Linked DNA regions of Cricetulus griseus: region 2 is linked to region 1. A link is a contact called in public Micro-C data. All regions are on one chromosome and are shown on one strand. The core of a region is the stretch at or near the end of the contact, and the rest is flanking DNA. Distances in the headings are between cores, read along the strand shown.

What was found. A called contact is a pair of places that touch in the nucleus more often than the background predicts.
Region 2: a Micro-C map of the CHO-K1 cell line shows a contact between it and region 1, with 1.9 times the contacts expected there. The contact joins two enhancer-like sites. A contact is called at or near these places in 2 of 8 Hi-C or Micro-C datasets (both in the CHO-K1 cell line).

What each region holds. Positions count from the first base shown.
Region 1 is chr3:260,321,922-260,327,811 of CriGri-PICRH-1.0, forward strand. All of the region lies in intron 1 of LOC103163096 (a long non-coding RNA gene), which reads left to right. Among named protein-coding and RNA genes, the nearest start is that of Tfap2a, 91 kb to the right of the region's middle. Within about 2 kb of position 3,435, at least 3 of the 6 cell types and tissues checked have open chromatin away from gene starts, as enhancers often do. A contact at or near this core is called in the CHO-K1 cell line, where this site is marked.
Region 2 is chr3:260,404,174-260,410,813 of CriGri-PICRH-1.0, forward strand. It overlaps Tfap2a (transcription factor AP-2-alpha), which reads right to left. Exons shown (of 8, transcript XM_027410398.2): 2 at 6,567-6,640; 3 at 3,386-3,437; 4 at 1,350-1,581. Among named protein-coding and RNA genes, the nearest start is that of Tfap2a, 8.5 kb to the right of the region's middle. Within about 2 kb of position 1,413, at least 6 of the 6 cell types and tissues checked have open chromatin away from gene starts, as enhancers often do. A contact at or near this core is called in the CHO-K1 cell line, where this site is marked.

The DNA.
Region 1 (5,890 bases), core at 2,185-4,684:
CTCAAAAGCTAAACACAAATGTTAGTGGATTTTCAGTTAAGCTCTGTATCATATACGACCCGGTTTCACCCAGCCACGAAACAGTAACGTGTTCCTACACATTGTCTAAGATCCACTGTACATCTTCCTTCTCAACACTGAGAAAGTTTACACGGACAAGTAATTTTGAGTAGCCTGGCTTTATTCAAAACATTTAAAATTACAAATGACTTTATAATAAGCAGCATTTACAAGAAAAATGAGACTGCAAGCAAGCTGGCCAAGAAGGTACTTATGATATTTTCCACATTATATCTTAGCAGTATTGTATAATTCTTCATTACAATTGCAGTGACAAGGTCCATGATGTCATCCCTATGCCCTGGGTTTGGTCATCTTTTCTTTCCCAAAATAGCATAAATCTGTTTTATACATTTTTGTTTTTTTCCAAATTCAACTTTGATTTCAGCAAGGTATTAAGAGTAAACTAAATAACCTCAAGCTCATTGAAAAAAAAATCCCACACATGTGTGCATATACATGAGTGCTCGGATCAATCTTCTCTCAGACAGGAAGATTAAAACCGTCAAGAAATTAATATCTGAGCTCATATGGGTCTTCTTTTTTTTTTTTTTTTTTTTTTTGGTTTTTCGAGACAGGGTTTCTCTTTGGAGGCTTTGGAGGCTGTCCTGGAACTAGCTCTTGTAGACCAGGATGGTCTTGAACTCACCGAGAACTGCCTGCCTCTGCCTCCCGAGTGCTGGGATTAAAGGCGTGTGCCACCAACGCCTGGCCATATGGGTCTTTTTACTTTGGTTAAGCTCAGGATGAAAATAATCATGTTTCTTTGGGATTCCACAATGCCCTTTCCTTCCTCCAAGACTGCCTTCACACCTGCCGGCTTGCCCACAGCCTCCTCAGAGCAGCAAGCCCCTCCAAGCGCTCCTTAGCCATGGTGCTGGAAACAGATCATAAAGCTTGCATTCTCTACCCTACCACTGGGCTGCACCCCACTCAAGTCACCAGCTTCCCCCCTCCTCTCGAATCTGACTGAGGTCTGTCTCCATTGTCATTCATTAATTTCACTATGAGGTAAATAACATCTGGGTTTCTGAAAAGTCTACTTGCTGTCAGAGTTACAGTACAAGAAAACAGGAACAAACCTGACCGGGTTTTTGTTTGTTGTTTTTGTGTTTGTTTGTTTTGAAACGAATCCATTTCCCCACGTTTCTAGCTTTGGCAAAGTCTGCTTTGCAAAAATATGACTTTTCTCCCTTTTGCTACAGATGAAAAGGACATCCCTGGAAGCAGCAGGACAAATGATTTCCAAGGGGGCTCTCTGACTTGACTCTCTACCAAATCCGTAGAGATCTAGCTTTATGGCCAAAGAGAGCTACTCAGAATGGTCAGGCCACACCTGCCCGATAGCATCTCAGCTACTCCCTTTGAGGACAACAGGGTAGTCATTTCTGCTAAATGCCTCTTTTCCAATACAGCAAATGTTACTCATTGTGCCAATGTATAAGCACAAGAGAGGCAAACTGTTTATCCATACCCAAAGATAAATATGTACTAGCAAATGCAAACCCTGTCAGCCAGTCACCTGGTCGGAACCAAGAGCCACCAGCTTGGAGAGGGACCTGTTTTATGAAGGGTGTGTCCAAGATGCTTTCTGGCTTCAGGCTTTTTGCAAGGGTACACTCTATTGTCAGGCAGAATCAACAGTTTCCCTGCCAGGAATCTCTTCCACCATTCCTGACACCTAAGCAGAAATTCTTCTCTTTAGAAACAGAAGGAGAAATAGTCTGGGGAGGGGAGGGGGACAGGGATGGTGGAGAGATTAAAATCTTTCCATCAGAGGTCTCTTTCCCTCCCTTCACTGTGTAAGGACACTGACTGCCTGAGCTGCTTGCTCAGCCACCCTGAATGTATAGCTGCCTTTTGTGCCCCAGGGCCAAAGCAGATTTCTTTACTAGAGATGCAATCAGCTCTACCCAATCAGTAAGAAGGGTTAATCAGCTGATCGATTGGTCCCTGAGCAGCTAGGACCTGGCTCCTCTCTGACTGGCTCTAGCGTGGCCTTGGGGCAAGAGGTTGGGAACTTTTAATTATCCACAGCAGCTACCGCTCTGATTGAATGGTCAATGGGTTTACTACTGAGGCAGCCCTGCTTGAATAATAATAGAAAACAATGTGAACTCTGGCGAGTGCAAACAGAGGCCCCCCGAAAAGGCACTTGGAGATGGAGAATGCACTGTTGAGACAAGTTAATTGCTTGACAGAAACCAAATTTCAAAGGTCTGGAAGACGTTTTGTCTGAGAGGGGTAGAGACTAGGGGAATGATCGAGCAGCGAAATGGCATTTTCTTTTCTCCTCTCGGGCCTGTGACCATCTCTGGCTACACGCCACTGCCCCAGGACAAAGGGTAACTCGCTCACCCTGGTGGCTAAAATCTGATCATTTGAGGAAATTTGTGTTTTGACATTTGCTGGCACTGTCAGGGTTTAATTATTTTTCATCAGGAACTTCCTTGAGAAGAAATAATCATAACCTTCCCTAGCTTTAGGGTGGAGGATGCTCAGAAAGAGAAGAGACAGTAAAACACATGAAATGTGTGTGTGTGTGTGTGTGTGTGTGTGTGTGTGTGAGAGAGAGAGAGAGAGAGAGAGAGAGAGAGAGAGAGAGAGAGAATGTGCGTATGTGCTTTGTGCATGTTTACTAAAAGCTTTGCTCTTCACACTTTATGGTGTACAGACCTATCCACTTGACATTCCCCATTTCCCCAACAGAAAAAGAACTATTTGCTAGGAGACCTCACTGGAATATTCTGATCTTTGTGTTCCCTGATAACAAAGCTTACTGGTGTTGCTGTGCTCTCCCCTTGGAAATTTAGACAGGGTCTCAAAATCAGTCTTCTCTTTCTGAGAATCAGATGCCACCAAAGGGGCAAGATAACCACACCTCAATTCCATGTGCTGGGAAGGAGGTTAGCAAAAAACGGGGGGGGGAGGGGGTTCAATCTTAAAAAAAAAAAAAAGGAAGTAAAGAGAATAAAAGACTGCTTTGGCGGAATTTGGATGGGTGTGAAGGGGAAAGGTCAACTTGAACCACTTTGGAAGGCATCAATAGAAATCTCAGTCAAGACCCCCAAATTGTCCAAGATCAAAAGTCATCCTATTTCAGCAGATTCCATGTTAAAATTTTGCCTTTCTCCAGTGATCTCATATAAACACGAGTGTTCATCAGGCGCGCCGGAGTCATTACTATTTATATTACTATACCCCGGCTGTGTGCAGTCAATTCATAATCGTCCAGTTTTTCTAATTAATCACAAAAGATTTTTGTTTTGCCTGCAGCTAGTTCTGGGGTGACTCACGATGGCAAGCCAAAGCTCATACATCAAACACAGGCCCTTTCTCACTCTGGCCTTCTGCTGGGGAATGCAGTTCGGTGCTTCGCCACCAAAGAGGTGCAGACTGGGCATGCGCGGCCCCAGGCAGCCGAGAAGCTTGCAGCTCTGTCCTCTGCTGCGCCACTTGTTATTTTTATCTGATGCGTTCTTAGGCCAAATCAGATCCAGAGAGCACAGCGAGGTTTCTAAATTCAGAGCTCTGCTCTTCTGTCTCCCTTTCTCCCTCTCTACTGACATCCTCTTTTATCAAATCGGCTGAAGACCACAGCATCTCCAACAGAGGGACACGGCACCATTTTTTTTTTTCATATTCTTCAGTGGTGGCCTTTTGTGAAGACAATGAAAAATAATAATAATGTCACCAAGAGAAGAAGAAAAAGCACAGATTCTGAATTTTCTCTTGCAATATCCAGGTCATGATGGCCAGTAAGAATATCTATTCTGTGTGCGGTGGTCTCATGGAAAGACATCTGAGTGTATGTCAGGAGGGGACAGACAAAAAGGAGTCCCTGAAGATACCTTCCTCCAGAACTGGGATGAGGACGGTTGGGGCCACAGCTGTTTGAGTCAGGACAGCTGTGTACGTTTCAAACAAATGAAGAGAGGGTCACCTGGAAGGAATCTGGCTGTCACTGTCCCATGTAAACCACACTGCATGGGATGAAATTCAGTTGCCATCACTCCATGAGGAAGACTTGTGCTGGAGGCAGCCCAGGAGAAATCCATCTGTCCAGTAGTTCTCTAAACCTTCCACATGCTCTAGAGGTGCCTGACAGCTTCTAGAAGCTGATTCTATATACATACAGTCAACCTTCTGCATCTGTGGAAGAAGCCACACTCACAGATTCACCCATCTGCAGAAAAAAAAATAGTCAAGAAAAACTCTGCATCTAACTAAATGCATGAAGATTGTCTTTCTATCCTGGGGTGCAGAGGGTTGAACCTAGATATATGTTCTACCACTGAGCTACACCCCCAACCTCTCTGAATATTCCTGTCATTCCCTGAACGACACAGCATAACAACTCATTGCATGTTTGTTGTGCATTGGGTAATCTAGAGTTGATTTAGAGCACACAGAAGGATGTGTACAAGTCATGTGCAAATACCATCATTTCAAAAGACTTGCACACCTACAAATGTGGGTCCACAAAGGAGATCATGGAGCCAACCATCAGCAGCTGTGCCTTCGTTAGTTTTGCTGGGCTTCCCTGTTCCCTAATGTTCTGGGTGTGCCATTATAACATAATTTGTGCAGAACCAGATATGCAAGGCACCGGCCTGCTTGTCCTTTCAAACTCCACCCTCAAATCCTCTCCTTCTAACTACGTTATCGCCTCTGCTAAACAGTCTCTCAGCTGCTCGCTCCTTGCCCACACCCACCACAAATATTTCCACTAGAGAAGAATTCTTTTCTACTTCTTACAGAACGTATTGCCCGCCACTGGCATGTTTTTATATACCTGCCTGGTTCCCTGACAGGACAGTGGAGACTCCCATCTCCTGCTTCAGATAGTTACTCTAGGATGAGGCTAACTGAACCCAGTGCTCCACCTTTGGCTTCCCAATCCTAGCCATTCTGAGGTTGTGTTTAGTGACTCACTCCCTCACAGGTGACCTATTCCCCTGTCTCCCCAGAGCTAAGTCTCCTCAGCCGGTGCACATTCTTCACATGCAGATCAATGTTGATGTGTCCTTTTTGAATCATAATTACAACAACAGCAAAGAATCTGTTATTATCTCTTGATTAGGAAAGGCCAAACATACCTGGATCTGTGTTTGGGCTTTTCCCCTCTTCTGAAACTATTTGCATATGTAAGGGGTGGGGGTGGAGCAAGGGACATCAAAGGACATCTGCTTGTTTGATCTAATTAGTCTATTTTTTTCTTCTCTACCAAAACACTAGAAAAGGGAAATTCCAGACAGTTCTTGAATCTCTGTGAAGTCAGTCAGTTTCTTGGACAAGAAGACATGAATTTTCTTTAACACACTGGCCACCTAACAAAAAAACAAGAGGACCCAGCCTTTGACTCCATGGTCGTTGATAATTTGTTTATTGGTGTTGGTCATGCGGCCTCTATTCTTATTTACAAGCAAACAACATTATGACCACTAGGTTCCTAGGGAGACAAACCTAAGCAGGCTGTTACAAACTCCCTGGGTATCTGGAAACAGTGGTGTCAGGGTGCAAAGGACATCACAACTGAGAAAAAGGACACAGTCTGCAGTGGGGTTCCTGGTAAGAGTCACTGCAAGTTCCCTTCAAGCCACATCCTAGGGGATGGGGGTGGGGTGCTCCAACCACATGGGTATGAATGAGCTACACTTCTTTGTCAAGGATGCAGGATAGACACAAAGAATACAAAGTGGCCTGTCTCTGTTACTTTCTACAGATGGAATGCCAGAGAATGGGAAAGGCATAGCAAGAGGCTTTAAGCAGGATGTGCTAGGGACTCTGGAAATGTCTAAGAGTACACTCCTCCAGAACAGGGGTAGAG
Region 2 (6,640 bases), core at 163-2,662, 80 kb after region 1:
CACAAGATCTGCTGTTAGGTCGTTCCCAGTAACCAAAGTTATCATCACGCTCACATTTCATGCTCTCGCTTTGGTCCCAATGGGAAACGCATCTCGACAACTGTTTACATGCCACGTCAGGAGCATAACTGGAAATGTCAAAAGGATGATGGCTGATATCAGCCTTCAAAAATTTCCCTGATTTCAGAGACAATGGAGGCGCTTCTAAATAGATGTCTAAATAGACTCCCATAATCAGAAAGTGGTTAAGATAAATTGTTTAAATAAAACAGCAAATTAATTAATTTCAGATTTTATTCCCTACTCAAGTGGCTCTTTAATTGCGTGGATTAGATTATACTCCCTTAGGTAAGCAGTCTCCGATACTGGTGATGGGGGAAGGGGAGGAAAAAGCAGAGGGCAGAGAAAGATCTCTGGCAGTAAAAGAACTAAGGAAAAACCAAGTGACTGAACGATGATGACAGTCGCTGGTATTAATTCTGCAAAACCCTCTTAGAGGATGTAGGTGAGCTGTACCCACCAAGGCCCAACTCCGGGTCATTAAGATTCAGGAATAAAGTTAGACATGGAGAGGAGAGTAAGAGACATACTATTTGACCAAATGTAACACTAGGCCTACAACTCACACCATCGGGTAGATTCCTAAGATGGAGGGCATACCGCTGGGTCCCAGGAAAGACATTCCCTGGCCCTTGTGAATCTCACTCCACCTCAGAGAGGCGAGAAACCCGTGTTAACGGATGTGGTCCCTGAGAGCGGCTACATATAATGAACGGAAACTGGAAACGTGCCCTGTCACACATCACAGTAAATCAGAACCGTCGAAAGCTAGCGCAGAGGCTGGGGGTAGGGGGAGCATTCTGGCGGGAGGTGCCAGCAACCAGGGTTGGGGAGGCATGCGGCATGCAAAAGTCTCGCTTTACTTGAAAACCAGTCTCCACTCAAGGGCGACAGGTTCCCATCAGAGACCCCACGCTTCGGTAAGGCAAAGCGAGGAGCCCACAAGTTTTCCTGAGCTTGCAACCTGTGTGCAACCAGGGAAAAGGCAGCTGCACGGCGCCCCATGGCTGCCAAGGCCGGGACTGAGCCCGCAGCAGTGAGCGCTGCGCCTGCGTGCAGAAGAAAGCCGAGGCCCCGCAATGCGCAGGCGCGCCGCCTCACCCCACCCTCCACCCCGCCTCCGGCCCCTCCCACCGGGCGCCACTCGCTCCCCTCCCCGCCCTTTTCCCTGGCAGCCGGCGGCGTGCGGCGCCGCTACTGCCCCGGCGCAGGCGCACTGAGGCCGCGTCCGCGGGCGGGGCGGGGCGGGGTGGAATGGGCGGGGCGGAATGGGCGGGGCCGGGCCTCACCTCCGCAGCACTCCGCCCAACAGCGACGCGTTGAGACACTCCGGCGGTGAGAGGCGCCGCTGTACTTCCGCCACCGTGACCTTGTACTTCGAGGTGGAGCTGAGGAGCGACAGGCGACCCGGAACTGAACAGAAGACTTCGTTGGGGTTCACCACGCCACCGAAGAGGTTGTCCTTGTTGATAGGGATGGCGGAGACGGCGTTGCTGTTGGACTTGGACAGGGACACAGGGCCTGCGGAGACAGAGGAGGGCGCGTGTTGGGGGGCGGGCCCACCGCGCTGGCATCCCGCAGCGGCTTCCTGCCATCACCCTTGCTGCAAGCTGTCTAGAGATGGCTGATGCTGTCGCTACCCCCCGCCCCGGGCTCGCGCAGGGCGCCGGCGAGGTGCAGGAGATCGCGTTTGGGGAGACAGCGGGTGGGTTTCATGTGCAAACCCCGGGCAGGGTTGGTGTAGCCAGGGTTTAGCGGACGAAGGACTCACAGCGGAAAGAAATGGCTGTTAAAGCCGGTGGATACTCTGGGTGGCTGCAGCAGCCAGTAAATGAACATTTCCATTTAGCCAGCAAGTGGTGCATTCTGTTGTCACACACTGTACTAACCTCCTTTCATCGATAGACCCTGATGTTTCATTTTGAAAGACGCTCGGGTTTTGGAAATCATCCCAAGCCCATTTTTTGAACAGGACTCAAGAAAGGGCCTACAGCTGAACACTAGGAATGAGTCCTTTTGTTGAGCAAATACTAATTGAACCCGGTCTGCCTAAGGCCCTTCAAAAGAGTCCGGGGCGGGGGGGAGGTAGAATATACAATCAGTTAAAACCATAAGCCGTCATTGTTGGACCAACCATTGTTAGAAAACAAATTCAAGACCAGGCAAACGAGGGGTCCATTTCTTAACACCAATTTAATTCTGATGCGTCCGCAACCACTTAAGTACAATGCATTTATATCTTAAAATCCCACATAGAGACATGTAATAATAATATGTACACAGTCTCATCACAGCATGTTTTTTTTTTTTTTAATGGGGATATTCTAGTCGTATGGGGAGATGAGGGGCTCTAGGTTTTGGATAGATCACTTGTGACATTAATAGCTCTGGGGAGGCTAATAGAGACAATAGGAGTTAAACGAACTCTTGAGAGATTACTAATAAAAGAGCCAATTATCATGTCGACTTGGAAAGAGCACCTCTTAAGATTTATCCCTTGCACATCTAATTTGACATGACAAAGACTTCACAGATGCAAAAATGAAACTTTAAACTAGCTTACACTATACTGATTGGGGTTAGAAATGAGAACAGTTTTATATAGCATGGTCCTCTGGTGGAATCTAGAACCCTGAGATTTTTGCCATCATAACAACAACAACAACAAAATACTGCTATTGCATTTAATACATGAAACTTTATTCCTACCCACTAAGCACAATGCAGATGATAAATTCATTCAAATCCTGTAATACCTTTTTAACAATTTCTTTTCTAAATACTTAGGTCAATAGTGGCATCTTCAAGATGCTAATTTTAACCAAAAGCTAAATTTTTGTTAACCTAATTCACCAAGTTTTAAAGCCTTGAGACTCAATCAAGAAACTAGAAACTAAATCAGAGAACATGAAGTTTTCTTCCCTAATAGAGGGCTTTAAAAAAAAAATCTGTCTTTTCATTGATATTAAATTATTTGTATTATTTTAGCTTGATACACTTTTTAACCCTCATGGCCTTTAACTCCACACAATGAATTAGCTATGAAACCACTTCCAAATCAGGTCAATATTGCACATTTCATTTTGTCCAAATATGAATAACTGAACTCAGTGCTGAAATCATGATCTGAACAAAGCTAGCCTGTTGCCATTACCAAGATCCTGAAAGCCGGTTGTTTAAGCACTGTTCTTCTATGCCTATCTATTTGCTAATTCTGAGCCTTTAGGAAATCCTATTTGAAAAAAATAAATACAGTCCTGCAAGTTCTTTTAAATAGCACTCTGCCTGTAAGGACATGCTTGGAATGCAGAAGGAAATGGCTTACCTTTCTTAATTACAGTTTGATCTGGGATGTTAATACCCGGGTCTTCTACATGCTGCAACAAAAGGATACACATGAATGTAAGTGTATAATCAAAACAAAAGGAAATGAATATTCCCTGCAAGGTGGGGGAGGGGAAGGTGGAGGATGGCAGTCCCCCCTCCCTCATAATGACATTTATATATAAACATCTCATCTTAGCTTACTGAATTTGGAGCTTTAAAACTCAAGAGGTTTCACTGTACACCCACAACCCATTTTTCCTCCCCCCTCCCAGGAGATAATCCACATTGAACAGGATGGGATGGGGAATAAAACTTTCTTTGAAAATTAAATGAAGTTTGGGAGTTCCTAATCTTTTCCCCAGTCAATTCAACCTTTAGAAATGCATGTGGCTTTGGTGTGGCACTTCTCAGCAGCTTGGGAACCTCAGGGATCCCAGAGTCCAGGCAGCCAAAGCCAAAGAAACACAATAGAAATGACATGACAGGATGGGGGTAACAGCGGTGTGGGAAACCCTGAAGGTAATGTAACAAAGCACACTCATGTGTATGTGTACACACACACACACACACACACACACACACACACACACACACCTTCACTCAAGGAAAACCAGAAATAATTTGTAAGAAATCTGCTGCCTACAGTAAATCTGGCAGGAATATGGAAACATCAGGGACAAAAACCCTTTGAGGCTTCTTTACTGTTTTCCCGTTGTCCAGCAGCAGTGTGAGGTGCCCCCCCTCTCTCTTTGCAGATGGTTGTGTATCCATGAGTGTGTTAGAATCAAAACGTGATTAGAAAGTAAAATGAAATCATGTTTTCTAATGCAGAAACTGACAGGCAATATAATGTCTGGCTGTGTTTACAAATTAGCACCAGGGCTGCTGAGAGGGAAGATTTCGCAATCGTTACCAAGCACAGGCATTGCCATTTAAAAAACTATTACTTCCTTCTCTAGTCTTTGTCCAACAATAATACTGATTCGAACATTTTCCATTCTGTCTTGGATTTATGCTCCTGTTAATTGTGCCTGATCGCAATGATTCCGGGTGGATGGTACTAAGTTGCTTTATTACAGGTTTTATTATACTCAATGCTCTCATTTGTAACTTGCCTAAAGTGCTTCTGGATTTAAGTATAATTAAATTGAGAAATGTTCAGAAATGACTACTGCTGCAGTTCTTGTGTTTTAACTATATGGGGAAATATGATCCCTTTATGCATGCACCCTAAACCCATAAAGTAAATGTAGTGTGGCATAATACTTTTATTTCTGTTATTTCTAGCTAGACCTTGTCCATACAGGGAAGACTGTTAAGTTTAAAACCCCACTGAGATATTAATGATTAAACAATTTTCACCATTGACTTGATTTTCTTAAATATTTAGCAGTCGTTCTTATTAAAAGTTAAATGTGGCAGCAATGAAGAAATTGAAAACAACCCTATTCCTGACCCAAATTCCTTTGAAGGATTTTTTTTTTCTTGAAAGGTGGGGGAGGGGGAGAGGAAGAGCAACTGGGTTTCTTGCTTTTATATGATCATTTGGTTAGTTTCTCCTACCGATCAATTGCATCACAGAGTGACCACACAGGTATCAAGAATTCCCAGCAGCCTCATGCCATTTTTTGCAGAAGACCTATTTCCAATACACAGCAGTTCCAAAAGCTTAAGATATTATTTTGCTATTAGTGTTTCCAAAGAACAGGCAAAGAAAAGAATTCAGGGACTCTCTGAGAAAGAAAACTAAAATCACCATAATTTCTAGTTCTGTTCAAAATTGCTTTTATAAAATATTGCCTCAAATTCACTAGCCACAGTTTTCTAAAACCATACAAATATGAACACATGCGCGCGTTCATGCGCGCGTGCGCGCGTGCATGCACACACACACACACACACACACACACACACACACACACACACAATGCTTACTGAGCCTTGCATTGGACCAAGTGCCTGCCTTCCTGTGTTTCATGCAAGGCTGTTAAGCATAACCAACAAATTTCGGTGATTAACTGGGCTAAATGAGAGAGGTAATAAATTTTCTATTTTCCTGTAGAACTTCAAGAATGTTTTAAATCTGCCAGGCAATCAGGTAAGTTCATGTGGTCGTTTTCCTTACAATCTAATTCAGCAATCATTAAACTGTCAACAGACATACCACTGCTATATTTGATGCAGTAATTTGAAATAGCATTTAAGCAAAAATCACATCCAGATACATTTCCTTTCCAAAGAAAAGTACCTTTAGCAGAAGCCTTTACAGCGATAAAAAAATATATATATTGGCTTGCTCTAATTCCATTTCAGGAAGATTGTGAGAAAACCATAAATTTATAGAGCTGAAATTGAGGTGCTGGTTGCAATTTAATTTTAAAAAGTATTTTCAAATTATCAATGGCCTGAGTTACATTGTAAATAGTACATGTGCTGAGGTCGTCCTTATTTAGAAATCATTTGAAACTGCATTTATTGATAACTGAATTAGAACTCAACGCAGCACCCAATAGTATCCAAACATTTAATTGAATATTCAGTGTAGCAGCTTCTGATAGGCGTTGGGAACCTAGCTAATGATTTATGAGGTCACCACTTAGCACCCCCAGGAAGAGAAGAAAGCTGCATTTTAATGTCCCTGTGCTTGGATTTGCTACTTGTTTTCCTTTGATCAGGATAGGGGAGGCATAACTTCTGGGTTTCACTAATGCTTATAAAACCCGGTTCAAGGACCTTTTCCCTAAGTCTCTCGCACTTTCTTTTACTTTGTGAGATAGTTTAAGGAGCTCTCTGGGCTAAATTTAACCACTTTCCTAGAACAGCGAGAAATCCCCACGACACATTCAGCAGCGGAATTAAGTCCCGTGTCCCCCCCACCCCTCCCCCCAATCTACACAATTTATTGTCACGGAGAGAAGCTGCAGAGAATGGTGACCATCGCCTGGTTTATTTCTGTTGGCTGGAAGTGGTGACCCAGGCATTGTTGAGCGAGCTCCATGAAGCATTGTTCTCAATTAGTTTTTCATTTTTAAATTCAGTTATTGAAGTGAGTGTCACTTCCACTCCCAACTATTATTGAGGAAAATCAAGGCCCTGCGGGCCTGGGCTCCAGGAAGCTTCCGGGAGGGCAGGTGAGCCTAGGGCTGCGTTCCCTCCCCGCGGCCCGCACCGCCTCTTACCGGGACGTCCTCGATGGCGTGAGGTAAGGAGTGGATCGGGAGGTCCCCGAGCCCCGAGCCGAGCCCGTGTGGGC